Regions from separate parts of the Sus scrofa genome. Here regions 1, 2, 3, 4, 5 and 6 are each linked to region 7. A link is a contact called in public Hi-C, HiChIP or PLAC-seq and promoter capture Hi-C data. All regions are on one chromosome and are shown on one strand. The core of a region is the stretch at or near the end of the contact, and the rest is flanking DNA. Distances in the headings are between cores, read along the strand shown.

What was found. Promoter capture Hi-C pulls out the DNA fragments that hold promoters and counts their contacts. Hi-C and Micro-C count contacts between places; a contact is called where the count stands out from the background. HiChIP or PLAC-seq counts read pairs in DNA pulled down with a chosen protein or histone mark.
Region 1: a contact with region 7 is called in an H3K27ac HiChIP or PLAC-seq map of alveolar macrophages. The contact joins the enhancer-like site here to the promoter of PDS5A in region 7. A contact is called at or near these places in 1 of 5 promoter capture datasets (fetal liver), 5 of 47 Hi-C or Micro-C datasets (epiblast stem cells, mesenteric adipose tissue, omental adipose tissue and 2 more) and 1 of 2 datasets of contacts at active chromatin or transcription factors (alveolar macrophages).
Region 2: a contact with region 7 is called in a promoter capture Hi-C map of fetal liver, with 2.6 times the contacts expected there. The contact joins the promoter of RFC1 here to the promoter of PDS5A in region 7. A contact is called at or near these places in 1 of 5 promoter capture datasets (fetal liver) and 1 of 47 Hi-C or Micro-C datasets (skeletal muscle).
Region 3: a Hi-C map of liver shows a contact between it and region 7, with 3 times the contacts expected there. The contact joins the promoter of UGDH here to the promoter of PDS5A in region 7. A contact is called at or near these places in 3 of 47 Hi-C or Micro-C datasets (heart right ventricle, liver and skeletal muscle) and 2 of 2 datasets of contacts at active chromatin or transcription factors (alveolar macrophages and skeletal muscle).
Region 4: a contact with region 7 is called in a Hi-C map of embryonic fibroblasts, with 2.6 times the contacts expected there. The contact joins the promoter of SMIM14 here to the promoter of PDS5A in region 7. A contact is called at or near these places in 1 of 5 promoter capture datasets (liver), 4 of 47 Hi-C or Micro-C datasets (embryonic fibroblasts, epiblast stem cells and skeletal muscle) and 1 of 2 datasets of contacts at active chromatin or transcription factors (alveolar macrophages).
Region 5: a contact with region 7 is called in a Hi-C map of skeletal muscle, with 4 times the contacts expected there. The contact joins the promoter of CHRNA9 here to the promoter of PDS5A in region 7. A contact is called at or near these places in 1 of 5 promoter capture datasets (fetal liver), 1 of 47 Hi-C or Micro-C datasets (skeletal muscle) and 1 of 2 datasets of contacts at active chromatin or transcription factors (alveolar macrophages).
Region 6: a contact with region 7 is called in a promoter capture Hi-C map of fetal skeletal muscle, with 3 times the contacts expected there. The contact joins the promoter of LIAS here to the promoter of PDS5A in region 7. A contact is called at or near these places in 3 of 5 promoter capture datasets (fetal liver, fetal skeletal muscle and liver), 12 of 47 Hi-C or Micro-C datasets (alveolar macrophages, embryonic fibroblasts, epiblast stem cells and 9 more) and 2 of 2 datasets of contacts at active chromatin or transcription factors (alveolar macrophages and skeletal muscle).

Annotation. Positions count from the first base shown.
Region 1 is chr8:30,774,142-30,778,258 of Sscrofa11.1, reverse strand. All of the region lies in intron 3 of SMIM14 (small integral membrane protein 14), which reads left to right. Among named protein-coding and RNA genes, the nearest start is that of UGDH, 17 kb to the right of the region's middle. Within about 2 kb of position 2,633, at least 13 of the 83 cell types and tissues checked have an H3K27ac peak or open chromatin away from gene starts, as enhancers often do. A contact at or near this core is called in alveolar macrophages, mesenteric adipose tissue and retroperitoneal adipose tissue, where this site is marked.
Region 2 is chr8:30,634,425-30,638,141 of Sscrofa11.1, reverse strand. RFC1 (replication factor C subunit 1) reads left to right here and starts at 2,210. Exons shown (of 25, transcript XM_005666588.3): 1 at 2,210-2,400. The coding sequence starts at 2,398.
Region 3 is chr8:30,757,671-30,761,298 of Sscrofa11.1, reverse strand. It overlaps UGDH (UDP-glucose 6-dehydrogenase), which reads left to right and starts at 1,940. Exons shown (of 12, transcript XM_003356899.5): 1 at 1,940-2,271. It overlaps LOC110262078 (a long non-coding RNA gene), which reads left to right and starts at 1,654. Exons shown (of 1, transcript XR_002346605.1): 1 at 1,654-2,166.
Region 4 is chr8:30,838,078-30,841,894 of Sscrofa11.1, reverse strand. It overlaps SMIM14 (small integral membrane protein 14), which reads left to right and starts at 1,479. Exons shown (of 5, transcript XM_021101115.1): 1 at 1,479-1,736.
Region 5 is chr8:31,440,825-31,444,747 of Sscrofa11.1, reverse strand. CHRNA9 (cholinergic receptor nicotinic alpha 9 subunit) reads right to left here and starts at 1,705. Exons shown (of 5, transcript NM_001244806.1): 1 at 1,521-1,705; 2 at 1,083-1,228; 3 at 41-195. The coding sequence starts at 1,584.
Region 6 is chr8:30,697,904-30,701,905 of Sscrofa11.1, reverse strand. It overlaps LIAS (lipoic acid synthetase), which reads right to left and starts at 2,592. Exons shown (of 11, transcript NM_001243462.1): 1 at 2,449-2,592; 2 at 1,290-1,462. The coding sequence starts at 2,493. RPL9 (ribosomal protein L9) reads left to right here and starts at 2,717. Exons shown (of 8, transcript NM_001243481.1): 1 at 2,717-2,739; 2 at 3,189-3,235; 3 at 3,326-3,441. The coding sequence starts at 3,190.
Region 7 is chr8:31,132,123-31,135,753 of Sscrofa11.1, reverse strand. It overlaps PDS5A (a long non-coding RNA gene), which reads left to right and starts at 1,423. Exons shown (of 33, transcript XR_002346613.1): 1 at 1,423-1,860; 2 at 2,739-2,916.

The DNA of each region.
Region 1 (4,117 bases), core at 1,384-3,883, 360 kb after region 7:
AATTCCCTTTTGTTGGAATCTTAGGTTGCTGATATATTTTTGCTGTTACAAATAATACTTGAACAAACATCCTTTTGCATATTTTGAGGCTCTTAACATATTGCCAGATGAGATTTTTTAATAGGCTAGTTGCTTTTATACCTCACATCTCTGAAGCTGAGCACCACTTTTTTATGTATATGAAACCAAAACAAAACACAACACAATGAATTATCATTATAAAAGGGCTTATTTTTACATTATTAATTACTGTTATTATGGTTTGAATTATGATCAAATTCTGTATATATAACAGTGTAGAGAAATAGGAGCTAGTGCCTGGCCAAAGTAGGAATTTTGTCAGAATGTAGTCTATTGATACAGCAGGGTAATAATTATATGCCTCTGGACAAGAAAGTAATGGGCAGATGATGTGTTCAGGTTTTGGGCTGATAGTTCCCCTACTGCAGATTCATTTATGTTGCCTTTTCAGTATTGTTCATTAATCTATAGCGTGCCCTCTGATAAGTAGGTAAGTAGCTCAAATTTTTGCCTCAGCAGTAAAAGCTAAAACCTGTTCTTCTAGTTGAAAGTAATCTTGTTGAACGCCTTATGGAAAACAAGTGTTTATTATATTTGTGGTTTTTGTGACCTTTGAGCCAGCCCCACCTGTAAACTAAATATATTCTTATTTCTGTGAGTGAAATTTCACTTCTTTAATCCAAATATAAAGGCAAAACTCTAGAGCTTGAATAGTACTTTAATTCTGTTGGTCAGTTCCCCTCTTCCTGCCTGTTTTTGTTTTTTTTTTTTTGGGTTTGGCTGTCCCAGTTCTTTTAGCATTTGGTGGAAATCCTTTCTGACAGTCATGTCTTTAAATGGTTTAAGCAGTTGTTTCCTCTGAGTGATATGATTACTTTTCTGTGAATTCTAAATTATTACCAATGAGCTTATGCTGTTTTCATAAAATATATTAATCAGGAGTCTACACAACCCCCTACTCTTTTTCAGTAATTTGCAAGGATGGCTCACAGCGCTCAGGAAAACAGTGTAATTACTATTTTCAGTATATTATAAAGGATACAATTCAGAAACAGCCAAATAGAAGAGATGTGTAGAGCAAGGTATGAGGGAAGGGGAACAGCTTAGCCCTGTTTTCCCGGGGTGTGCCACCCTCCCAGCTCTTCATGTGTTTACCTGCCAGGAAGCTCTGTGAACCCCATTATTTAGGATTTTTGTGACAGTTCCATTCCATCGGTTCCAGTCATTGGCCCTTGGTGAATAACTCGATCTCCAGCTCCTCTACTCGCCCTGGAGGTTGAGGAGCAGAACTCAAAGTTCTAACCCTTGGTCAGACTCTGGCAACCAGTCCCCACCCTGAAGCTTTCTAGGGGACCCACTGAGAGTCACCTCATTAGCGTAACTCACTTATGGTTGAATGGGGGTTTATTATGGGTAACAAAAAACTTCACATTCTCCTCACCCATATCACTCAGGAAATTCTAAGTGTTTTAGCAGTATGAAGCCAGGAACCAGAAGAATGAAAACGAAATATGTATTTTTTACTATATCCCAATATCACAGTACCCATTGTGCCTGCCATGGTGTGCTCCATGTATTCGAGATGATTTTATAGACTGTGGAGCACTCTGCTTCATGTGGTAGCAGAATCTAGTATCAATCTGTCAGCAGATCTCATTACTACATCATTCTTTATATTGATCTATAGTCCACTTCATTGGGATATTCACCCCCAGTTTTGTTCTCTAGAGCCGCATAGAACTCTTCTGCAAGACTGTCTTTCAGATTAAGAGCTGTATGGAAACTAGCTTTATTGCTAATTTAATTGTGAAGTAAATCTAAAGATTGGTAGATGTTCTGAGGATATTGTAATTACTGTTAACAACCCTAAAATTACAGGGTTAAAGCCTCCTGGTGCATTGTCCACTTTCACTGCTCTTCCGTTTCTACTTCTCTGGAAACCTATATAAGTTTGTAGAAATTATCCCTCAGGATCTGTCAACCCTTAGAGCTTCCCTCTTTTTCATCTTCCTGGTGTCCAGCCAAGTTAATTAACTTCATTGTGAATATTCCATTTGATACCTTCCATATGCCTCAGGTGCAGCCATAAAAAGACAAATAAATATAAAAGATAAACAGGTAAATAAATAAGTAAATATGCTATACTAGTTTCAGAAGAAAGGAAAGAGTGGGTGGAGCAAATGGAGGTTTTTTTGTTGTTGTTGTTTTTTTTTTTAAACAGAAGAGAGAGGGTCGTAGGATATAGTTAAATAAATGGAGGTTAGTTGTAATTTTTCCCTGCCAGACAGAAGGACTGAGTTGGCAGAGCTGGCACATGCTGTCGGCCAAACTAGCATCGAACTATTGCATCAGATTCATTTAGAAAGCCTTAAAAAATATTGTTGGTTCCTGACGCCACCCTTGAGCTGCTCCTGAATTGGATGATAGGAGGCAGGGCCTTAGATACTGTGGTGCTGATATTGTCACAGGCTATTCTGATGGGCAGACAGGCCCGGGAACCCTTGGCTAAAGAAGCAAGAAGGCATGGGGTTGATTGGAACAGAGGATGCTTTTTCAGAGAAATGCTAAGAGGTAATATTGATGAGTAGAGCTAGATCAGATGAGGAAAGGCCAGGCTGAAGGGTTCAGAGTTGAGCAATAGCCAGTAATGAGTCACACGGTTAGTCAGAGATGTGTTAAGAGCAGTGGTTTTTTGGTTTTTTTTTGGGGGGGTTGTCTTTTTGCTATTTCTTTGGGCCGCTCCCATGGCATATGGAGGTTCCCAGGCTAGGGGTCGAATCGGAGCTGTAGCCACTGGCCTACGCCAGAGCCACAGCAACGCGGGATCCGAGCCGCGTCTGCAACCTACACCACAGCTCACGGCAATGCCGGCTCGTCAACCCACTGAGCAAGGGCAGGGACCGAACCCGCAACCTCATGGTTCCTAGTCGGATTCGTTAACCACTACACCACGACGGGAACTCCAAGAGCAGTGTTTTAAGCAGACTTTTTTGGCAGCAGTATGAAAGAAGGAAAGGCTGCAGTAGGAACCAGGCTAGGAGACAGTTATAGGGAACTAGGAGTCATCACTATGAAAGTCTTAAAACAGAGTGCGCATTTTATCAGGGTTGCTCTGTCTAGAAATATGCATTAGTAAATTTGTTATTTGAAGTTTAACTCTCTGAAGCATCACAATCTTACTTAGGAAGAATATCAAAAAGTAAGGGACCTAAGTTCTCTTGTGGCCTGATGGTTAAGGGTCGGGCGTTGTCACCTCAGTGGCTTGAGTCGCCACTCTGTTGCAAGTTGGATCCCTGGTCCAGGAATTTCCACATGCCGCAGGTGTGGCCAAAAATAAAAGGGGGTTGGGTGGGGGGAGAATGGTCATGGAAAATGAGGACTGGGAGTTCCTGTCGTGGCTCAGTGGTTAACAAATCTGACTAGGAACCATGAGGGTTCTATCCCTGGCCTCTCTCAGTGGGTTAAGGATCTGGTGTTGCTGTGAGCTTTGGTGTAGGTTGCAGACACGGCTTGGATCCTGAGGTTGCTGTGGCTGTGGTGTAGGCCGTTGGCTACAGCTCTGATTAGACCCCTAGCCTGGGAACCTCCATATGTCGTGGGGGCGCCCCCAGAAAAGACCAAAAAAAAAAAAAAAGGAAAAAGAAAAGAAAATGAGGACTAAAATTACCGATTAGGCTTAGCAGCATGGAGATGTCATAGGTGACCTTTTAAAGAGCTCTTTGGATGTTGATGGAGGTGGATGCCAACCTGAACAGTGAGTGGGAGGTAGTGAAGTGTAAGTATAAATGTAGATCACTCTCAGCTTTGATAGCAGCTGGACAGAGAATGAGGTTGAGGGAGGGCTTTTTTTTTTTTTTCCCAAAGATGGTGGAAACTTTATCACATTTAAATGATTCTGTGATACAGTAGAGAGAGGATAATGGATAGATTCCTGTGAGAGCTGTGGGATCCAAAGCTTAAGTGAAGAAACTGGTCTTTATTTATTTATTTATTTTTTTGTCTTTTGTCTTTTTGTCTTTTGTTGTTGTTGTTGTTGCTATTTCTTGGGCCGCTCCCGCAGCATATGGAGGTTCCAAGGCTAGGGGTTGAATCGGAG
Region 2 (3,717 bases), core at 961-3,460, 500 kb after region 7:
TTGGCTGGCCCCTTCTGTTTTATGTGGTGGCTCAGGGCTCCAGAGTCCAAGACAGGAGCTGCTAGTCCTCTTAAAGTTTACATTTGGGGCCACCATAGCATCATTTCCACCATATTCTTTGCTCAAACCAGTCACAGGCCAGCCCATATTTGGGAGGAGTGTCAAAACATGTATGGCTATTTTTATTTTTATTTTTTGTCTTTTTAGGGCCTCACCCACAGCATATGGAAGGTCCCAGGCTAGGGATCTAATTGGAGTTGCAGCTGCCAGCCTATACCACAGCTCACAGCAATGCTTAACCCACTGATCAGGGCCAGGTATCGAAACCACGTCCTCATGGATACTAGTCAGGTTCATTATTGCTGATCCACAATGGGAGCTCCTATACACCGTTTTTAATTCTGTACATTTTCTTTTTCCTTTTTTGGCTGCACTGATGATAGAGGGAAGTTCCTGGGCCAGGGATTGAACTGGTGCCAGAGGAGTGACTCAAGCTGCTGCAGTGACAACACGGGATCCTTAACCAGCTGCGCCAGGAGAGATCTCCTCATCTGCTACATTTCTGAGATAATGTCCAAGTAAATGTTCCTAAAGAAAACAATCCAACAAATTCAGTTCAGTATCTTTCTGGAAATTACAGTCTTCTGACTTAAGTCTCACCTAAATTCAAGGAAGGCTTCAAAATACTAAAAAACAAATGCAAAAGTTTAAAGTAGTATAATGTAAAAGATACGCAAACCTTTTAATATACATCTTATTCGCTTACTGACAACACAATGAACATTGTAAATTGGTTTAGGTTCTTAAGGTTCTTTATATGATGTGTCTGCTGTGTACATTTTTCTGGGAGATAGGTTCATAGTTTTTATTGATTTCTCAAAGATCTAATGACTAATGACTCCCTCCTTCCCAATCAAGTATTTCCCTAAGCAAAATTATGGAGTAGATAAATTCATTTTTGGAATTATCTGCCTTGATAATACTTAGCCTCATATAAAAATAATAGTGATAACAGCTGACTTAAATAAAAAAGATTACTATCAGCTGTGTGCCAGGAACAGTTTCATAATAACCCAATGAAGAACATAGTACTATTATCTTATTTTACAGTTGAGGAAACTGAGGCATATTAACTTGCTTACCGTCTAGCATATTGGCTTCAGAGGGTCCCATGCAATGCGGCCCTGTTCCCCAGTATCCCTTTACTCCTTTGTAAATAGCGGATAACAACAGCAGCCAGTATTATTGTGGGTATTAGATGAGTAAGACTGGGACAGTCCATAGCCACATTCTTAGCACATATTATGGTGTTTGTTTAATACATATGAGTGCTCCATGCTTAGCTTCTGTATTTCAGAAGGCTCTGGTATCTTTCATAGTAGAAATATGGGTGTGATAAAATGCAGGAGAGAACAAGAGGTGGGCGGGTGGGTGGATAAGGATTTGAAAGTCCAGGGCCAAAACTGGAGATATTGCTCTGCCCATTGCACTCCTAAGGTTTCACATATTCACTTAAAATTGAATGCAAATGCAACATTCTGTTCCACAATTCAATTGCTTATCTATTAATATAAAACTTGTTTACTCCAAAGTTTTCAGCATCATTGTTCTATGGAGATGTACCTTGTTGATGCCTTAGCTTCACACATACACCCCTTTGAGGGACTCAGCAGCGCAGGTTTGGGAATCTGAACGCCTAGAAGCCCAGCTAGGCCCCACAGCTTGTTTGAGCCTTACATTTTTCATATAAAGTGGAGTGGGTGGTAATACCTACTTTACTAGTCTCTTTCGCTTTGGAATTACACACATAAAACTGTCCTAAAGGTAGTTTTCAAAACTTATAAGTAGGCGAAAAACCAAATTTAGTTGCTCAAACACTAAAAAAAAAAAAAAAAAAAAAAGGTAAATACTGTTTGGTGGAATTCTTATTCCAGAATAGATATTAAAATTAATATGTGAACGTACATCTAAAATCAGCATCTTACTGCGGCTGGTAATAGAAACATTTTAAAGCTACTAAGGAGGGCATGCATCCTTCCAGATGGGTAACCCGGAGGATCTGCCCGCCTTCCGAGGTAATCAATCTCGTAACTTCGCGATCTGACCGCCGCGGCCAAAAGCCGAAGGCGCAAATCTGAGAGTGGATCTGGGTTCCGGAGCGCGCTGGCCCAGCCGGCCTCAGGGGCGGCACCTGGGCCCACGTAGCTACGCCTGCCTCCCGCCCCCGGCCTGGCCCGAGAGGACGCTGCGCGCCTCCTGACGTCATCACCGGGCGCCGCTGCCTCGACCTCCTTCCACTTCGCGGGAGAAGTTGTTGGCGCCAATGGATCCCGAGCTCCGGTAACGGATTCCCCAGCCGGCCAGCCTGCACGCCAGCGCCTTCGTCCGTGGGCTGTGATGGTGAGCCCCCGTGGGAGGCTGTACGGCTCGGGGGTTGGGGAGAGTTTGCAGGTTGGGTGTGGACCGGGCACTAGTGGCATGGAGGATTGGGGAGGATCGTGATGCGAGGCTCCGGAGGAGTGCGAAGGCAGGGAAGGGGCCACAAACTTGGCACGGGTCTCACGCCTTTCCTTGGACCGCGGCTTCAGCTCCCGGCCGCAGCCGGCGCGCAGGGCTCGTGGTGCTGCGCGTCAGTTTAACTTTTTTCCATTCTTGGGGGAAGGGAGGAAGGGAGTAATAAAGGTGATTTTGAGGGCTCAGCGGTTAAGTTGCTTTTCCTGTTTAGCGTTGCCTCGGACCTTGGTTTGAGTCCTGCCTAAAGCGTTAATTCCAAGTTTTGGGTTACGAAGGAGAAGAATGTTACAAACTTTCCTTTCTAATGAATAAGTTGTCTCGGGCCTTCGACTTTCGTCATTAACAGCTCGGTGAAACGCTCATCACAGAGCTCTTTTGAGATCAAGGGCATCAGGAGGATGTTTTATTTTGTTTGGAGGAGTTCGCAGAAATCAAAGGGATAACACGGTTTCCCCGGAGAAAAGAAAACAGCTAGTAGAAACAGCTGTACTGCATTTGACGGCTGTCATCACTTAGCATCTGATGTTAACAATACTCTTAAAAAAAACCCTCACTAACACACCATTTTAAACCAACTATTCTTTAATAAAAAATTAAAAACCCCCAAAACACCCCTCGGTGTTTAAATAGTGAAATAATTATGCAGCCTTCCAAACATGTTCATACTGGAATGGCAATAGATACAGGTGTGTGTTTGAAGTATTTTATTTTAAAGGTCAATTTATGATGGTCCATTAAGTCAGAATCTACCTAATAATCAGATATAATTTTTTCAGTAGTTTTTCAGCTTATTTCTTATAATGTCATTGTTATGGGCTGTATGTGTGTGTGTGTAATTTTATGCCAAATTGGGAAACCTTACAGCCCTTTTTTATTTCTTCTCAAAGAAGGATAAGATAATAATAGCTACTTTGTAACAGGTGTCTTCTTCAGGTCAATATGTGAGCCCTTTACTTTACATACCTTTTCTCATTTAAACCTCACAGCAATCCAGTGTTACAGATGGTAAAGGAAGCGTTTAGAGTTCAATTTGTGATAGAAGTAATAAATGATTGAACTAGGATTACAACCTTGGTTTTTCTGTTAGATTATACTACCTCCCTAAAATGATCATAATTACATTTTGGACTTCAGGCACTATGGTGTTGTGGAAAGTTTATGAGTTTTGGAGTCTTGAAGGTGAGAGTGAGGTGATGTTTTAGT
Region 3 (3,628 bases), core at 691-3,190, 370 kb after region 7:
TGAAAAAAGATAAAGGGAAGAATAATAGAAAAGTAGCTTTTATTAGAAAGTCAATTATAATAGGAAACTTAAACCTATGCATATACCAAGTCCAAAAAGATACATCTGTTATAGCATTTGCCACATGAACTGCAATCACTTGTTCATTTTTCCCTCCCACTAGCCCATAAGCTTTGTCTTTTATTATTATTATTTTTTTTTTATTAAGGGCCGAACCCGAGGCATATGGAGGTTCCCAGGGTAGGGGTCAAATCAGAGCTGTAGCTGCTGGCCTACGCTGTGCTCCTGGCAATGCCGGGATCCTTAACCCACTGAGCGAGGCCAGGGATTGAACCTGAATCCTCATGGATGGTAGAAAGGTACATTTCCACTGAGCCACGGCGGGAACTCCCTAGCCTGTCAGCTTTGGAAAAAGGAATCGGTTTTTCATCTTTGGTCTCTAGGGTACTGTTTAACACAATAGGCACTAAATACTTATTGGATGAATTAATTTAACTGCATAGAATGTACAATGCCTACATATCTCATCACATTTTCTACAATCCACAACAAACTCTGCTCAATCAACATTCCAAATAGGGTATTTTAATACTCCTTTATATACTGATAACCACTTTCCTCATGACATTTTTCAAAATGGTATTTGACTTTGACTGTATATCACTTGATGTAATTTTTTTTTTTTGCCCCTGCCCGGGGCCTGTGGAAGTTCCAGGGCCAGGAATGGAACCTGGGTCACAGCAGCGACCCCAGCTGCTGCAGTGATAACGCTGCTGATTCCTTAAACCACTGTACCACAGGGAACTCTGATATAATTTCTAATTTAATGAGAGGGGGAAAAAGTCATGATTTTTAAAATTTATTTATTCTTATAATGATTTTTATTTTTTCTATTATAGTTGGTTTACAGTGTTCTGCCTTTTTTTACATTTGAGGTTTAAAATGACCTTGGAGTGGGGAAACAGGAACAGAACTGTTTTCATTAAAAGTGGGAGGCTCCATCAAGAGTTCTTTTATGGAACAGTGGGGTTAAGTACCAAGAGTTATCACTGCAGCAGCTTGGGCCACTGCTGTGGCGCAGCTTCCATCCTTGGCCAGGGAACTTACACATGCCCCAGCCGCCGCCCCATCTCCCCCCCAAAAGTGGGAGGCTCCATGCGTCAATTTTACTCTTCCTCATACGCGACATTTCTATCTTCCATGCTCTCCGCTATATATCATGCACAGACAGCTCAAATCCCGAATTGGCAGGAGTATCTGGAAAAATGTGCCTGGAGGGCGTGGCTGCCCCGCTTGTCTACCCAAGGATCAGGGCGAGGGTACGAACTGGTCCAGTCATGATCGGATTCAGCATCATCCTTCAGACATGAGGCGCCTCCTTCCCAGAAGGGGCGAGGAGGCCGTAATCTGACGAAACCCTGGGCTGCGAGCCTGGAGGGTGCGGCGGGCCTGGAGGGTGCGGCAGACCCACGAGCCTGTAAAGCGTGGAGATGGAGTAAGCCGCTGGATACGTCTGACCCGCAGGGTCTAGGGGCCCGAAAGACCAGGCCGGCCCGCTAGGCTGATGGGGAGACCGGAAAGGGGGCTGGTCCTTCCGGTCCCCTTGGGCCGCAGCCCGCCCAATACCCCCCCCAGCTCCAGAATATGGCTGACCTGGCGCGCACGCGGCACCATCTCAGTCCCGACAGTGAGCCAGGACAGGCACAATGGGAGAGAAGCGGGGGCCGGAGGGCAAGAGCTGGCCTCAGACTACCCGGGAACTAGAACCTGAGCTAGACTCTCCCGAGGCCGTAGCCCTGGAGCGCCGACCCGCCGCACACGCAGCTCCTCCCAGCGCCGCTCCCGGCAGGGGCGGCGCCGCTGAGTTGGTCCGAGGGGATTTGCCCAGGCTCGGCTGGGGGCGGGGAATGCCCCCCTCCCAGCCCCTACTAGCCACGCCCCGTCCCCCGCCCCTGGGCCCCGCAGGAAATAGGGGTGGGTCCCGGGCCTAACGTGGCGGTAGGGGGAGTAAGGATGCGGCGGAGGGCAGAGTCCGGGAGGGCCTGGCTGCCGGGGAATGAAGCCTCCGCCTTCTCCGGTGGAAGCCTTTAAATACGGGCTCCGGCTGGGCACTCGGGGTGAGGCGTCTGGCAGCCTGAGAGGGGTGTGCGGTGAACAGGGATCAGACCGAGCAGGGCGCGAGTGCTGCAGCTGCGGCTGCGCGGCCCAGAGCGAGGAGCTGTCCGAGCGGTCAAGATAGGAGCGGTCGCCGTGCTTGGTGCTTGGAAGTGGGTAAGCGCCTTTCCCGGGCTGGCCCCACCGCCCGGTGGGGATGTCCCCGGGTCGGGGAGGGGTGTGGAAGGAGCCGGCAGGGTGTGCGTGCTGTTTCCAGTCCCGAGCGTCCAGTGTCACGACCCTCGTCTCTTCTTTTGGGTTCTGGGCGGGAATCGTCTTTTGGATCTGCTGCTCTGGAGGAGGGATATCTTGGGCTTTTTATTTAAGACTCTTGAGTCTTCCAACCGCCTCTTTTTCTGCTTTCTCCTACTTTCCGACGTAAAATAAATGAGATTTCCCTGGCGCCTCTGAAAGCCAAACATCCGCCAAAAAAAAAAGCGGTCCTCTGGTTAGGGACCCCATTTTGGTCTCAGAATCCTAGTCTTTTGTTTGTGTCTATAGTCTGCTCACAGGTTAGGATGCTGCTTTCCTCATGTCACCGGCTGCCCTTCTTAAGAGAGTAAAGAGAAAAAGAACCAGAGTCCTTTCGAGGACGAAATCCTAAGACATTCATATGGGCTGCCCTGGGATCTATTGTTGGCCGCCACACCGTGTAATGGCTTTGTTTCATGTTAGGGAAGGCCTTTCTTGGGATATCAGGTTTGTGTGGGACCTTGAAAAACTGTGTACCTCTTTATATATAGGAAAATAACTGAGTAAGGTCAAGAATTCTGGTATGTAGAAAAGAGGGATTCACTAGTAGTGAACTTTTCAGAGATATACAGAGGAGTAGCTGTTCATTGACTGCTCTCAAAGACACAGTGACTCTTTGAGATTCTTCAAATCCCCTAAGAAATGGGCAACAGTAGTCTGGTCTGTTCCTTGGGAGGTGCAGGGGGCAGTTCTGGAAATGAAAGAGCTTACTGTCTGCTCTGAGATGTGTTTGTCAGTGCCTAGCATCTAGTAAGGTAAGTGGTCGAGAACCCTGATTGAAAGGATGTCTTCATGGAGTTCCCGTCGTGGCGCAGTGGTTAACGAATCCGACTAGGAACCATGAAGTTTCGGGTTCGATCCCTGCCCTTGCTCAGTGGGTTAAAGATCCAGCGTTGCCGTGAGCTGTGGTGTAGGTTGCAGACGCGGCTCAGATCCCGAGTTGCTGTGGCCCTGGTGTAGGCCAGTGGCTACAGCTCCGATTCAACCCCTAGCCTGGGAACCTCCATATGCCATGGGAGTGGCCCAAGAAATAGCAAAAAGACAAAAAAAAAAAAAAAAAAAAAAAGGATGTCTTCTATTGCTGTACTCCTTTCTCTAACATAAAATCTGAAACCAAGAAGCATACTTCATCTTCTCTCTGGCTATATCCACGGCTTTACATGATATTGTTTAGATATAAGGTTAAAAATCTTTCTCACTGATTAAATATTTTTCCCAGGTC
Region 4 (3,817 bases), core at 230-2,729, 290 kb after region 7:
ACCACAACTTGTGGCAATGCCAGATTCTTAACCTACAAAAAGAGGCCAGGAATGGAACCTGAATTCTCATGGACACTCTGTCAGGTTTTTACCCAGATAAGCCGCAACCGGAACTCCCCTGTAATTTACTTTATAAAGCAAGTACTGATAATTTTGTGATATCCTGTGCCAGTTCGGTTTTGTACCATACTGTTCTCTTAAACGCAGCTGTATTTTCAAACACTTATATGCACATGGATGCATACAAGACTTTCTATTCCACAAATTAAAGTTCCACAGATTAAAGACCCTCTATTACAAGGTCAGCCCATGAACTTCACTAGGGTACTAGAGTCTACTTCAAACCCTCTTAATTTGAGTAAACAGAGTTCAAGACTGCAGAGTAAGGGCCAAGAAGCTTGACTTCTATCTGTTAAGTGTTAATTACCTAGGAAACACTTTCGGTTTTACCAAAAACCTTTCATTTTCTAGAAACCTTTGCCTGCATTCGACGTCCCCTTTAATTAAAAAGCTCTTGCAGATTATAATAATTTGCTGAAGGTGACTCAGCTAGTTGAGATGATTAACCAAATACTGAGATATAAGTCCAGGTTAGCTGAAAAGGTTGACTCAGTGAAGTCTACAGTTTCCTTCAGCTTTCACCTCTCCCACAGGCTAGGCAAATAGGCACCTTTGTGAAATCTTCGTTCGGAACTCACACTTTCATTTTCCTCCTGGTCCTGTTTTAAGGTCTGTCTACTCATGGGACTAAGAAAACAGAGTAGCCCTAAGTTTTGCCAAATTGGGAAATTTCTTGGGCCCCAGTGGTTTAGTGGGGAGACTGAAAAGGCCAGAACTGGAAAGAAGGAAGCACTAATTTGGTTTAAAAAGAAGTGCGGTTCTTACACCACAAATAGTATCCTTATTTCAATCCGTAAAGTCAAAGCAAAAAAGGTTTGAGCTGACTGCCTAACAACAGCGCTCTCCTCCAGGTTCGCCACTATCGCTCCATCCATCATATATTCCTTTTAATACTCCCCTTGAACTGAATTTTAGCCAGCTTTCCGAGTGCAATGTTAGGGAGAGTAAAGGGGGTAAATGCCACGTTTGACATACTTTTGTACATAAGACTAAATCCCTATCTTCAATTTTCACCTGGCCTGAGAGAGCCAAAACAATCTCCACATGTCTCAGCAGACATCAACTTGCGCCAACGCCTACCACTACTCCCGCTAAACACTCCTGCCCAGGAAAGCCATCAGGTTAGGCAAAGGGAGACACACAGCAGAGGACATTGTCCACATCAGACGAAACAGATGCCACGCCGGCTGCTACAGCAGACGTGGGGCTTCGCCCCTCCACCTCATAACGCTCGGCCCCACCCCTCCCAGCCGGAACTGCAACACCCGCGCCTAGCGCCCCCACGAACAGCGCAAAGCTTGTTCCCGCTCCGCCTCTCCGGACCCACTGCGCAGGCGCGGGGCGCGCGCGTGCTCAGTAGGCCTGCCGCTGGGGTCTGGAGGCGCTGCTATCTGTTGCGCCGACGTCCGCGGGAGCCGGCAGATCCGGGTCTCGTGGCTAAGAGTGACGTGGTCAATCGAATCAAAACAGAGGAGGGGAGGAAGCCGGCGGTCAGGAGCAGCGGCAGCAGCGGCGGCCCGAGCAGCCGCAGCGTTCCGGAAGCTCCAGGCGGTCTTTCTGCCGAGGCTTGGTCCCGGCCCCCATCCTCCCCGCCCCGTCGGTTGTTGTCTGGGCGGGTGAGTGTCTCCCCTTTCTCCCACCGCCGTTTGCTGGCCCATCTTCCCCTCACCCCGGTGTTTCTTGGGGGCTCCTCAGGTTTTCGCGGACTGCGGCGGCTGCGGCTAAGCAAAGCTGCTTCTCCGGCTCGGTGGTTCCTCGGCGGGGCCGGCGACTCTGCACCGGGAGAAACCCGCTGCTGCCGAGCCCGCGTCCCCCGACGGAGAGCGAGGCGGAGAGCCTGAAATTTGGCTTTCTCTGCAGGAAACCAGAGTCGGGACTTGGCAGGGAAGTGGACGGTAGCCACGGGTGGTTTTATTTTTAGGGCAAGCAGTGAACTCGGGTGGAGGCGTATAATGGAGTAAAAAAGGAGAGAGAGTCGTAGCTGGAAAGAAAACCCCACAAACCCTGAAATCCACGCTGTATCATTTACCTCTGTTCCTTAGCTTTTGCCGGTTTTGATGAAGTCACTAGGTTGCATTCTTTGTTGTGATTGATGAGACAAGAAAGCTGCCATCCAGAAAGCGGGTGCTTTTGGCCCTTATTGTGTTGTGAATTTCAAGGATTCCTTTTTTCTGTTCAGTAAGTGGAACCAGAGCTGACATAAAGAGGTAGCACCCTTTACTGGAACAGATAAAGTGCGATAAACTGGTTACTGGAGTACCTGAAGTCCTATGTTGCGTTTAAAGCCCGTTTTCCAAAGTGGCTGTTACTGTATGTGTTAACGATTTCAGCCAAGATGATGTTTGTTAGCTGTAGAGAGTCAGGATGTTTTCAGTTGTCCTAGTTTGCAAAATCGAAGATGTGGCCTTAAAAAAATGTCTTGGCTTTGGGTAGAGAAAGTCGGATGAGCTTCATGCAATACCTGTGTTTGAAGAGACCGTCCAGTTTTTGTATTCATGTCAAAAGCTGCTGTGCATACAGTAACTTGGACAGCGTATGACCTTTCAGGTGCAGCCTTGAGACCCTTAGGCATTCTCGCCGTCCAGTCTGTTGAGCTGGCAGAAAGCTTGTGTTCCTTTCCACTCCAGATGACCAGCCAAGCAGATTCCTCTGGTGTAGCCTGCTTCGAGCCCTGCCACCCTCCCCGTCTCCTTTCAAAGCATGAAGGAGACCAGAAAACCAAACCTCCTTTTTGTCCTAACTTAGTTTTAAAAACAGGAACATTCCCCCCCCACCCCCAGCGAACTCATTAATTGAGGTGTTTCTTTAGCAGGTGGCAAAATAGAAAAGCAGAACTATGTGCCAATCCATTGCAACTTAGCAAATTTAGAAAGAGTTCTTAGGAATTTAGACTACTCACTTGAAGGATACCCTTGTAAGTATCCTTGTGAGTACCCTTGTGTGGTCTAGAATGGACCTCTTCATAACAAATTTCTTCCTTCTGTGTGTGCAGCTGAGATCTTTTTTCTTAGTACCAAGGTTGGAATCCTGCTGATTTAAACAAATGAATTATGTTTTCTTGAAGTTCTTTTTTTGACTTTTATGCTAACCTATAACTCAATATTTTGCTTATATGATATAATTTGTGATAATTGGAGGGAGTGTTAATTAAAATAGATAAGTAATAAATCATAAGTAATTCCTGCCATCGAGATCACCAAAATGTCAGCAGTGTTTTATATCTTTCCAGACTTCTTTTTTTGCATTTATGTGTTTTATACAAAAATGGTATCATACCACGTAAGCTTTTCTATAACTTGCTTTTTTACATAGTAGTACTTCATTTTTGAGAAACAAAATTTAAATATTTGCAGATAGGGACTTTTGGACCTTTTAAGGAATATTCGCTATGTGTTTGCTGCACCATAATTGTTAGAATCGTGGTTTTAAAAGATTTCCTCACATGTCTCTGATGATATTGTAAGATTTAATTTAATGGATATTAAATTATTTAATATCCGTTGTGTGACAGAATAAGGCTTTGCTTGTTTAACTCTTGGGAGAGCGGGCATAGAATAGCCTGAGTTGACAATATGGAAATTTAAAAAGTTTTGCTAATTTATTGATTTGATTCAAGTAAAGGTTTAGTTCTATTCAGTAGCTACCATGTGCTTGAAATGCTGACTAGCTGTCCAGGCCTCTGTCCATAAGGTCCTAA
Region 5 (3,923 bases), core at 456-2,955, 310 kb before region 7:
GTTACATCAACGAGTTCATTCCTGAGAAACCTGTACTTACTTGTTATACAGGACAATATCCGGCCTCCACACCAGGTCGCTGGGGATCCTGATGGAGTCCAGTCCATCATACATGTCTCTATCCCACGTGAGATATGCGTCATGCCAGATTTGGCGGATCCATAAATAGGCAGTCAGAATTTGGTTTCTTTCATCCTGCACAATTAACCTGGATTTAACTTTGTCCAACAGACTCCTCAACCCAACACACTGTCTCTAGAACACCTGCCTTCAAAATAGGAATTCAAGAGGGCTAACCTAGTTCCTATAAATAAGTAAGAGTTTTCCCAGTCTATCCCCTTGATTGACCACCAAGGCCATGTTTTTTCCTGCTTGATTCAGTGTTCCGAATGAAAAGTGGACAAACATTTAAATCATCAGATCTTTGCATGGATCAACAGCCCAAATAGCTCTGAAAATTGATCAACTGATATTCACGTGAATGAAAAAGTCAAGAAATATCTACAGCGTAGAGAAGAATTAAATTAAACACACATATGCACTAAATAAGGTATGTCCTCTTAAAACACCACCTTTCTTTTTAAATTGGGATAAAATATGCAGTACATGAAACTCACTAATTTAACCATTTTAACACGTATCATTCAGTGGCTTGCAGTTTATTCACGAGGTTGTGCAACCATCACCACTCTGTAACTCCAGAACATTGATAACCCCCAAAAGAAACCCTATGACCATCAAGCAATCACTATTCCCTGTCATCCCACAGCCCCTGGCAACTACTACTCTGCTTTCTGTCTCTATGGTTTTGCCGATTTTGCACATTTTGTAGAAACGGAACCTGCCATGTGTAACACCACCTTTCTTTAGATGATCCAAGTCTGCTAATGTTAATGGCAACATTTAGTGAAATTAATTTTGCAGGAAGCTTTCTTTTCCTAGAGTCTCCTTCTCCCACTGGATTGCGCAAAGAACAATTTGTTCTCATTCCCTCTTAAATTCCCAGCTAAAACATTCCCTTTGGAAAGCACTGGTAGCTTCATTCTAAACATTCCAAAGAGTCACCACGACATATTACTCACCATATCCTTAATCTGAGAAAGTGTAATCTGGAGCGTGACATTCAGGACTTTATCTGTATCCTCTACTGGACGAAGAGCATTGGAATAATCTTCAAAAAGGTCGTTAAACAACTTCTGAGCATATTTTCCATCTGCTGTGTCTACGGCTGCTTGAAAAGAGGGACCCGGATCAACTTTCGGGGTCATGTGTATTTCAAGGCAAAGAACAACAGACCGAGGACCAGCAATGTGAATGACCCAGCAACAGATTGGGACAAGCTCTGGGTGCATAGGAGTCATTTTCCTGGCACGCCCTACCAGGAGCAGCACAAGTCAGTAAGAAGGCAGATTACTTCCTCGTAGCTAGATCATTTGTTCTGTTTCCCAGCTCATCCCACATCCCACCAAAGACGTGGCCCCAGATGAGCCAAGATGGTTACACATCCACCAGCCTCTTACCTCCCAGTCTGGAGGCAGCAAAGTAAATCCAGCAAAAGGAGATGCAGGAATGGGGCCAGTTCATCTTTTCCCTAAGCCTGTATAAATTCCCAGCACAGTCTTCTACTTCGCTTTGTGAATGGGAAGGATCTGGGCACAGCAAACCCAATCTGCCACTGTCCACGCAGCAGATGGAGAGCTTGGGCTTGCAGCCCACAGACAGCCCAAGGTCCCGAGATCCTCCCCTCGGTAATCCGAGACTGGCAGCTCCCGCAGCTGAGATGCCAGGAGTCCCAAGCGGGTTAGGTCAGGTGGTGCTGCTCTGGGGGGGGGCCGTCCCAGTTGAAGGTCCCTAGCTACCACTGGCAGGGACATCCAGACCAAACTTTGAATGGAAGATAAGTAGGAGCCTTCCCCCCAACCCCCGCAAGATCCCATCTGAGCAGATGTCTATACCCACAATGAGAAGATTCTGCCTGAGTCTGGACACTAAGGAAAGTTGAACTGACCCAGGCATGGGGCAGCAGTCCGGAAAGGCTCTATGTGCCTTTTTTTGTTGGTCTTTTTAGGCAAAACCCGTGACATATGGAGGTTCCCAGGCTAGGGGTCAAATCGGAGATATAGCTGCTGGCCTCCACCACAGCCAGAGCAACGTCAGATCCTTAACCCACTGAGCAAGACCAGGGATCTAACCTGCATCCTCATGGATACTAGTCAGATTCATTTTCACGGAGCCACGACGGGAACTCCTAGGCTCTATGTGCTTTGAGTGGCATTTGAAGAGGGAAAGAAGAGCAGTTCCACGATCTGCAGAACAGACTGACATTTGGGTGTCTTCTCTGCCCTCCGCTTCTCATCACTTCCTCAGTTGTCCCACTGGGCACTGATCTTGTATAGTAATGAGTGTGAGTGGCTGTGGGAGGAGGTGGGAGGTGAGGGTGGGGGTGGGAGTTGGATAAGAGGAGAGCATCCTTTCTCTTCAGAAGCAGCAGCAGCACTGTGATTTGGATTAGGAGTGGAAGACCTGGGTTTGAACGCCAGCCCAAACACTGCCTCGCTCTAGAATACTGAGCTTTCCTGAGCTAGAGACTGGAAAATAATACTCTCTATACTATCAATAATAATAGGATATTAGAGACATTCTATAAATAGTGTTCTCCCAGAACTATTGGGATAGTGTATAAAGAAGCACTTTGCAAATGGTACAGCACTACGCAAAGGTTAGTCATTTTTATCTCTGACCAGCTTTGTAGATACAGAATTTCTGTATTTACCAAGTTATCCAAGGTTTACTAGTTGTTTAAAAAAAAAAAGTCGGAGTTCCTGTCGTGGCTCAGTGATTAGCGAATCCGACAGGGAACCATGAGGTTGCGGGTTCGATCCTGGCCTCACTCAGTGGGTTAAGGATCTGGCATTGCCGTGAGCTCTGCTGTAGGCGGAAGATGCGGCTCGGATCCTGCACTGCTGTGGATGTGGCATAGGCAGGTGGCTACAGCTCTGATTCGACCCCTAGCCTGGAACCTCCATATGCCACAGGAGCAGCCCTAGAAATGGCAAAAAGACAAAAAAAAAAAAAAAAAGTCAAAAGCTAACCAAATCAGCAGATAATGACTCATAACTAATGATATTACTAAGGATGCTATCCCTTTGCTTTTGAATGCTACTATATAAAATTTCAGTCATTTCTCATATATGATCTCCTTTTGCTCACCCAGAAGAACGTCCGTTTCCAACTGCCATCGCCTGCCCCTCCTCTTGCCCCGGGGAGACTGTCTTGGACAACCAAATTAAGATCAGTCGTTGGCCTGGAATCAGAGCAAGGAAATTGGATAGCTCTGCTTCATCAGGTTACAGCCGTCTGATGAGTCACCCTGTCCCTCTTCAGGAATATATCCTCCGAATGGAACAGACACTCCAGCCATCAGCTAAGTGTGTTTCTTAATTGCCTGTGCCCTTGTGCTGATTGTGAGGACGTTATTTCTCTGACGCGAGTCTGAGTCACCCATCAAATGACAGCTCCTGGTGCCCACGCGCAGGCCTCCCTCCTCCAAAAACCCTTCCGCTCTGGAATCTCAGAGACCAAAGGTCCTTTTGAAATTGGGTTGAATGTCTCATTTCCACTGGAGGAAACTGATATCCGGAGATGTGGGTGGCTTGCCTCCAGCAGCACGTGGCCAGAGACAGAATCCAGGCCACCCGCCCCAGCCCAACGTGCTCCCTGAGCTAACTCGGCCTCCCCTCCTTCTCTACCTTATTTGTGTGTCTTTGATGCCCCACCTCACCGAGCAAGAAAGCAGCAGCCTGGGGATAAGGGCTCAGAGAATGCGTGCTGTTAGCTGCTGTGGCAGCTGCCTGACAGCTGCCTGCAAAGTAATCATCCTTGGTAGTCTGATTGCTTTTGATTAACTCAGTCCTTTCAGTTGC
Region 6 (4,002 bases), core at 1,343-3,842, 440 kb after region 7:
ATTAGTGCTGACAAATAGTGCTATAATTGTTCAGAGTAAAGAGAGATCTCAGGTGTACTTTCTGCTCCACATTCTAGATTTTGACAGTTATTAAATAGAAAAAATCTAAAATGTGGAGTGAAGACTATGTATCCTCAGGTTCCCCTTGACTTCTACCCACTCATAATCTAGAATTCCTGGGTAAACAATCCCCCAAATCAATCTGCCCTCTGCACTAAATTCTATCACCACTTTTTTTTTTTTTTCTCCTTTTTAGGGCTGCACCTGCAGTATACGTAAGTTCCAGGCTAGGGGTTGAATGGGAGCTGCAGCTGGGGTCTATGCATTTACGACCTACATTACAGCCTGCAGCAGTGCTGGATCCTTAACCCACTGGGCAAGGCCAGCGATAGAACCTGCATCCTCAGAGACAAGCCAGGTTCTTAACCCACTGAGCCATAGCAGGAACGACCACCCCACTTTTTTTTAAATAGAATTTTTTTTTTTTATAACTGCACCTGTGACATATGGAAATTTCAGGGCTAGGGGTCGAATAGGAGCTGCAGCTGCTGGCCTATGCCACAGCTACGGCAACACCAGATCCAAGATGCATCTGTGACCTATGCTGCAGCTTGCAGCAATGCTGGATCCTTAACCCACGGAGTGAGGCCAGGGATCAAACCCGCATCCTCATGGACACTATGTCAGGTTCTTAACCTATTGAGCCACAAGAGAACTCCTAGAATTTTCATTCATACCTTTTTTGGATAAATCATGCCTCATTCATTTATTTATTTACTTTTGGATGCACCCATTGCATGTGAAAGTTCCCAGATCAGGGACTGAACCCTTGCTGCAATTTCTGCAACTTAACCTGCTTCATCACAAACTTTCTCACCATTCTTTTAAATTATCCATAGATCACATGTACACTGACTAGGAGAAGCAACAAGCTAGATCATCAACGTCCTGTAACAACGAAAAACTTATTAAAATCTAATGGAGTAGTAGCAAGGTGATTATCTTTGCTCTCAGAAGAAACTGGTTGCTAGATGGCAAATTGGAGAGGGTGTAGGATGGCTAAGTCCTAAGAATGTTGGAGAAAAACTGTCAGAGGGCACGAAGAAAAGTACTCCAACAATTTCACCCATTTACCTGCTCCATGTCTGCTTTCACTTCTTTCTAATGGTTTTTAAATAATTTTAAATCAAATAAGTCTGATTAAAAATATACCCTATGGCTTGGTAATATCAGAAAATAATGCACAATGAAGGAATAGGACATTAAAATTACCTCAAAATTTCAATTACCTTTCTCCTTTCTGGCGTTTTAGGTTTCCTTTATAGTCATCCCAGGTGCTCTTGTCTGCAAGATCACCAGATAGAAAATCTTGAAGGTCTGGTCCATTCTGTAAAAATTCCTTTTTTTTATCTGGCAAGGAACTTATTGCTCTGACTGGACTGCATAAATATCTTCCAAATACCTACAGAAAGAGTTCATTGTGACATTTATTTAGGGGGCTTTGGAATAACTTAGTATTAAACTCGTTTAATACCTAAAAGGATGGGTAAAGCCACAGAACTGATTCAGAAATTATGTTAATCTATTTACGAGCTCAATGTAAGGAGCTCAGAATCTGAAATTAAAGATGACCCAAGGAGAACAAACCAAACCCAAAGGAGAATGGGAGCTACAGCTTTGAATTTTCTATTCCTGACTTGAGTCAAGTATGTTTAAATGAAATTTGAAATTAATCTCTCTGCTTTGGGCTTGAATAAGAATACCTGCTAAAACACGGAGGTAGTTCTCAGCTGATTTCAGAGAAGTGGAAGAAGGGAAACTAAACCTAATGTTTTAATTTTCTTGGTTATACTGTGTGTGAACAAGGAAGTCACTCATGTATTTGTTGACCATAAGAAGCCATCGGTTTCTAGATTTGAACACATACATGTACAAGACAGACAAAACACCATAAAATTCAAGAGGTAGTACTGTTAAAGCAAAAGAACCTTCAACTATTAAAAAAAAAAAAAAAAAAAAAAAAGAGTGCCTATTAGGATGCTGCACGATAGCTACTGTACTTGCCCAGGTCTCTCGCTCAAGCCTGGAGCACAGACTTGGGTTTTAATCGCCCAAAGTGGTGTCTAGTACACAGGAGACACCAACACCAAGTAGTAATTTGGAGTTTCATTGCAGCGCTTCTATAGTGCTCCAATAAATACAAGAGTACAAATCATTGCATTGATAGCAGGAAAAAAGGTCTCAGAGCGCGGGCCACAGACTTACAAAAAAACCAGTATCAGGTCTTAACTTCATGACCATGTCAGAATTAAATGAGACGCTATACGAAAAATGTTTAGAACAGTACCTGGCTAGAAGTAAACGCCGGGTAAGCGCTGGCATTATCGGGCACTTTCAGGGATGGGAACCCCCACCCCACGCCCGCTCCCTTTTCGCCCCGCCGCTCACCCGGGGGCATACAGTGCGGACGGCGCCCCGGCAGCGTAGAGCCATCCTGCACTTTTTTTTTCTGGCAGGGAGGAACAATCACTAATTCCCGGGAAAAGAGAAGGACACACCGTCGCTCCACTTATGACAAACAACCTGAGCCAACACTGACCCGGTGGAACCTGCGCTGCTCTACGATTGGCTGCTTTAGCCTCGTGGTGTCGCGCGCTTATGACGCCATACGCAGGACCCTTACGTACTACAAAAGCGTGATGACGAAAGACGCTCTCTCTTTGCCGCATCTACTGCGAGGTAAGGTGGATTCTGTATTCGGTGGGCCTTGGGAATCTGAAGGCATCGGCTTTGGGAAAGCCAGAGGTGCGGGTGTGGCCCTCGGAAACCGTGTCTTGTTTGTCTCCCTGCGCGGCGAGCGTCATATGAGTCTGGTGGCGATGGGGTTCGAGCCTTGTATTGGGCTTTTAGGCCTACTGCCGCCCTTCAGCCTTGCCGGGATGGCGCCGACTTGATAGGACTTCCCAGAGCTGCGCTGACCGGGAGTTCGCCCGCTGGGTTTTTAATAACTGTTTAGGAGCTGCTCCTTCCAAGCCAAGGCGCAGCTGGGGCCGTTTCCGGGATTAGTCCTCTGTATCCTCCCCGAGATTTTTGCCTGCCGGTCTCTGGTAGGAGTGGAGTTCTGTGCAAGGTAGTTCGGCCCAAAACAAATCCTGTGCGACCTTCTTACCCAAGTGTTTGTGTTTCAGAATGAAGACCATTCTCAGCAATCAGACTGTCGACATTCCAGAAAATGGTAGGAGACTTGGTGCTTGCTTTTTTCATATGTTTTTACTGCGTGCGTTCTAATTTGTTTCGATGCCTCACGAGTATGTTTCTTTCATAGTCGACATCACACTAAAAGGACGCACAGTCATTGTGAAGGGCCCCAGAGGCACTCTGAGGAGGGACTTCAACCACATCAATGTAGAACTCAGTCTCCTTGGAAAGAAAAAGAAGAGGGTGAGTTTTGTTTAATCACCTCAGTTTGTTTGGAAAGTTGTAATTTAAGAATATCAAGTTGTTTTAAAAACTACAGAATTGAGCAGCAACATGGATGGAATAGAGACTCATACCAAGTGAGGTACGTTAGAGAAAGACATACCATTTGATGGATAATTTTTTCTCTGGAGTCTAACAGCACCAAAGAATTTACCTACAGAAAAGAAACTCTTGGACTTGGGGAACAGACTATTGGTTCTAGTCTGTTCTAGTCTAGGCGGAGGGAGTGGGATGGACTGGGAGTTTGGGGTTAGTAGATGCAAACATTGCATTTGGAGTGGATAAGCAATGAGATCCTGCTGTACAGCATAGGGAACTACAGTCACTTGTGATGGAACATGAAGGAGGATAATGTGAGAAAAGGAATGAATATTTATATGTATGAATGAGTGACTTTAAAGCAGAAGTTGATGGAATGTTGTAAGTCAACCATAATAGAAGAAATAAAAACTTTTGAGAAATTATGGAATTGAGGTTCAATGTTTTATCTTATAATTTAGTGTCCAAAATTGTAACTAGTTT
Region 7 (3,631 bases), core at 174-2,673:
AAAGCATCATAGTTATTTAAATGTGATGGATTTTTAAAAAATCACAAGTTGAGAGAAAGAGACTACAAAGAGTGTAGGGTTTTTTAAATGATTTTTGTTTTTTTTCCCATTATAATTGGTTTACAGTGTTCTGTCAATTTTCTACTGTAAAGAGTGTAGGTTTTGGTCAGTTTAATAGTTGGGATGAAGATGATCTTAAATAGCTTTTGCCTGCTACTCTAAATGCCCAGGAATAAAGCACTGACTTTTGTGGGGTTTGGGGGAGCTTTTTTTTGGCTGTCCCTGTGGCATGTGAAAATTCCCAGGCTAGGGATTAAACCTGTGCTGCAGGGTCACTGCAGCGACAATGCCAGATCCTTAATCCATGAGTAGTGACTTTAGGGCAGAGTTCTAGCAAATCAGCAACCGTGGTGTGTTAGATTCCAAGATGTTTGCTCCTTTGTGTAATACCTGAAAAATATTCAGTGATGGCTGTACCTACGATATTGTTAAGATCAAGCAAAGGATATAGAAAAGACCAATAGATATCCATCAAGAATAATTTAAATGAACAATTTAAATGCATTTCACTGTAAACTATGGTAGTGGTCAGGGAGCTGTATGCTATTTCGTATTATGTGTTCTTTTTACAACTTCATCTTTGGAAATTACCTACGTGCTCCTGAGGTTCATCTGCTTCAAATTTTACATTAAACTGCTCAAACACCACTGCATTGGGTTTTCCTTTGGCTGAAGGAAAAAGGTATTCTTTGAGTTCATATATTAACAAGAAATATCCATCTAATTTATAAACATTCTTATTTCTGGATTCCAGTCTCAGAGTTTGGAGTGGAGTCCAGAAACCTACCTTTCAGACCATTCTTTGAGGACTGCTCGACTCAGAGTTATTTGTATATTTTGCAGCTTTCAAAATACTAATTTTAGATATCTAAAGAGGGGAGGGCAAACTCTGGTGGCTGTCAGAAGGCACAAGAATGAGCAGCCCACTGGATCATGACCACGTCCCTCGTGCCATGTTGCAAAACTTTTCCTTAGTTTGCAGATCTTCCGTCCCTAGGGAGGAAATCAATTCATTTTCATTCAGTAGTTAACCGTTTTTCAACCATTTCCCTCCACGTCCCTCAGGATGACCCCTAAAAGTCGGAACCCATCTCCGAGGCATAATGCAAAGTTCTGTTCGTCCTGCGTGCCCTCTGAGGGCCGCTGGGGCCGCGTTCGCTTCCCGCCACCCGGGCTCCTCCCCTGCTCGCTTCTGGGCCGGGTGCTCCCCGAGGCGCTCGGCGCGGCAGGTCTTGGCGCCAACCGGATGGTGGCGCTGTCTGCCTCGCGCGCGGCCGCTTCGGGCCCGAGGGAGGCGGAGGCTCGGGCCGGCGGAGGAAGGGGAGGGAGCGAGGCGCGCGCCCTGCTCTCGCGTGCTCTCGCACAGCTCGCGTGACCGGCCACTGTGCGCGAGGCGCCGGCTGCCAGGAGCACCGACGGCCGGGCGCGCGCCGCTGCAAGGGGCGTCCGGGTCCGGGTCGGCGGACCCGGCCGGCGCGAGGGGCGCGCGGGTGGGCCGTGGGGGTCCGGGGCGGACACCCGCGCACACGCTCCCAGAAGAGCCTTCTCCGAGGCTGCTCTTCCTCGGCCAGACGGAGAGCGGCAGTGTCTCCCCGCCCAGCGCACACTCGCCCCGCGTCTCCCCCCGCGGCGACTGCTCCTCCTCGGCACCGCCAGCCCCAGCGCCGCTCCGGGGCGGGCGGCGGCGGCGGCGGCGGGACCCGCGGAGCCGCTTTGTGTGCAGCCCGAAGAGGGGCGGCGGCGCAACCACCTGACAGAGGCCCGGGCGCTCGATGCACCTTCCGCCCGCATGAGGAGGAGGTAAAGGCGGCGGCGGCTGGGCTCCCGCCCTCGGCTGGTGGAGGGAGGGGACGGAAGGGGAGACCGGAGCGGGGGGGTGGGGGGGAGCCGCGGGACCAAGGCCCGGCGGGGCTGCCCGGAGCTGCCGGTAAGGCCTTGGCGGCTTCGGACGGTGCCGAGTGGCCGGGGGCGAGAGAAGACGCCAGGGTCCCTCAGCCGAAGTTGAAGGAACAAAATGTGAAGTGCGGAGCCGCGTCAGCCGCTTCCTGCCTTGGGGTTCGGGGTGGAGGGCGGCTTGTTTTCCCCTCCGGCAGTGGGGGTGGGGGGAGCGGGACCCGGGAGGGGTGGGAGCGTGGCGGGGACGCCGGGGGTCCCGGAGCTCGGCCCGGCGAGGGCGTTCGTTCCCAGGAGCCGCCGTTGCGTGCGGGTCCGGTTGGGTCCCTAGTTTTGCGGCCTAAGCCGAGCCCTATAGGCCTCGCGTCTCCTTCCCCGGAGGGGACCGGCCGGGCGGGGACTCGAGGCTCGTCTCTGACCGAGCGGGGGCCTTGGAGGCCTCGGCACGCTCTCAAGGCCGCCAAACTTCGGACCTCGATGCACGGGGGTGGATTTCATTGTGAACGGCGGAATGGGAAACTCCTGGCGGTGCTCGGCGCTTCCCGCGGCCGCGGCCGCCGGTGCCAGGGATCCCCGGGAGCCCGGGGTTGGCGGGGCCCGGGTGGGTGGGGGCGGCGCGGCGGCCGCCAAGGTTCAGGCCCCGGGAAGGAGCGGGTGGCGGGGCCGCCGCCGAGTCCCCGGCCTCCCGGGAGAAAAGGCCCTTTGCAGATTAGAGATTTTTGAAATGAAAAAAGAGGTTACAAAGTCGCCCCTTTCCCGCTGAACTTTTGTTTTCTGACCGATAGAGGCCGGTAGAGGACTGTGAAAGAAAAGTTGTCCCCCAGGATGGACTTCACCGCGCAGCCCAAGCCTGCCACAGCCCTCTGTGGCGTCGTGAGTGCCGATGGGAAGATCGCTTACCCTCCGGGGGTAAAGGAGATCACCGACAAGATTACCACCGACGAAATGATCAAACGACTGAAGGTAAGCTTTGGGATGGAATGGTCACACTTGAGCCGCCTGTGGTGTTACTGCTCTGCAAGGCCTGGCCTTTCAGAGTTTCACCTACCATGCTTTTTACGTATTTTATGTCTTCTCTTTTACGCCCTGCGAAAAGTATTGTTCTATCTTGGCTGTATCTTTGAATAATTTCTGTTAGGGGCATAAGCATGATGGGAAATTAACGGGTGTGTGTGTGTGACCTTTTTTAATCTTACCGTTTTTCAAGTATAAGAGTTCTTACAGTTTTTAAAGTTTTTCCTGGAAATATTTATGACTACTATTCAAAGTAGCTTGCAACTTAAAAGTAGGCAGTGATTTACCTAGGAAGGTTTTCATTAACTTCTGAGGGTACCGATTTAAGCACAAAAGGCACTTTAAAATTTTTCTAATATCCAGAAGCTTAAATATGTATATAGTATGCTTAAACTTTGACAGAAGTACTGACTTTTCAAAATTCAGTCTGGAAGTAAGGTGATGATTAATGCCCACACATTCAAAGGGTTTTTAAGAGAAAGCGTTAGCATCTCTTTTTATAAGGAGTCAGTTTATTTAATTTAAGCAATGGTGGTCCTAAGGTCAACGTTGTAAGTTTTAGCCTTATGTAAGTTAATTTTTTTGCTTTCTGTTGCATGAGCATAGATTGTGGCCACAGCCTTACAAACTGTTATTCTTATTGAAGGATCAACCTGATGCAGGC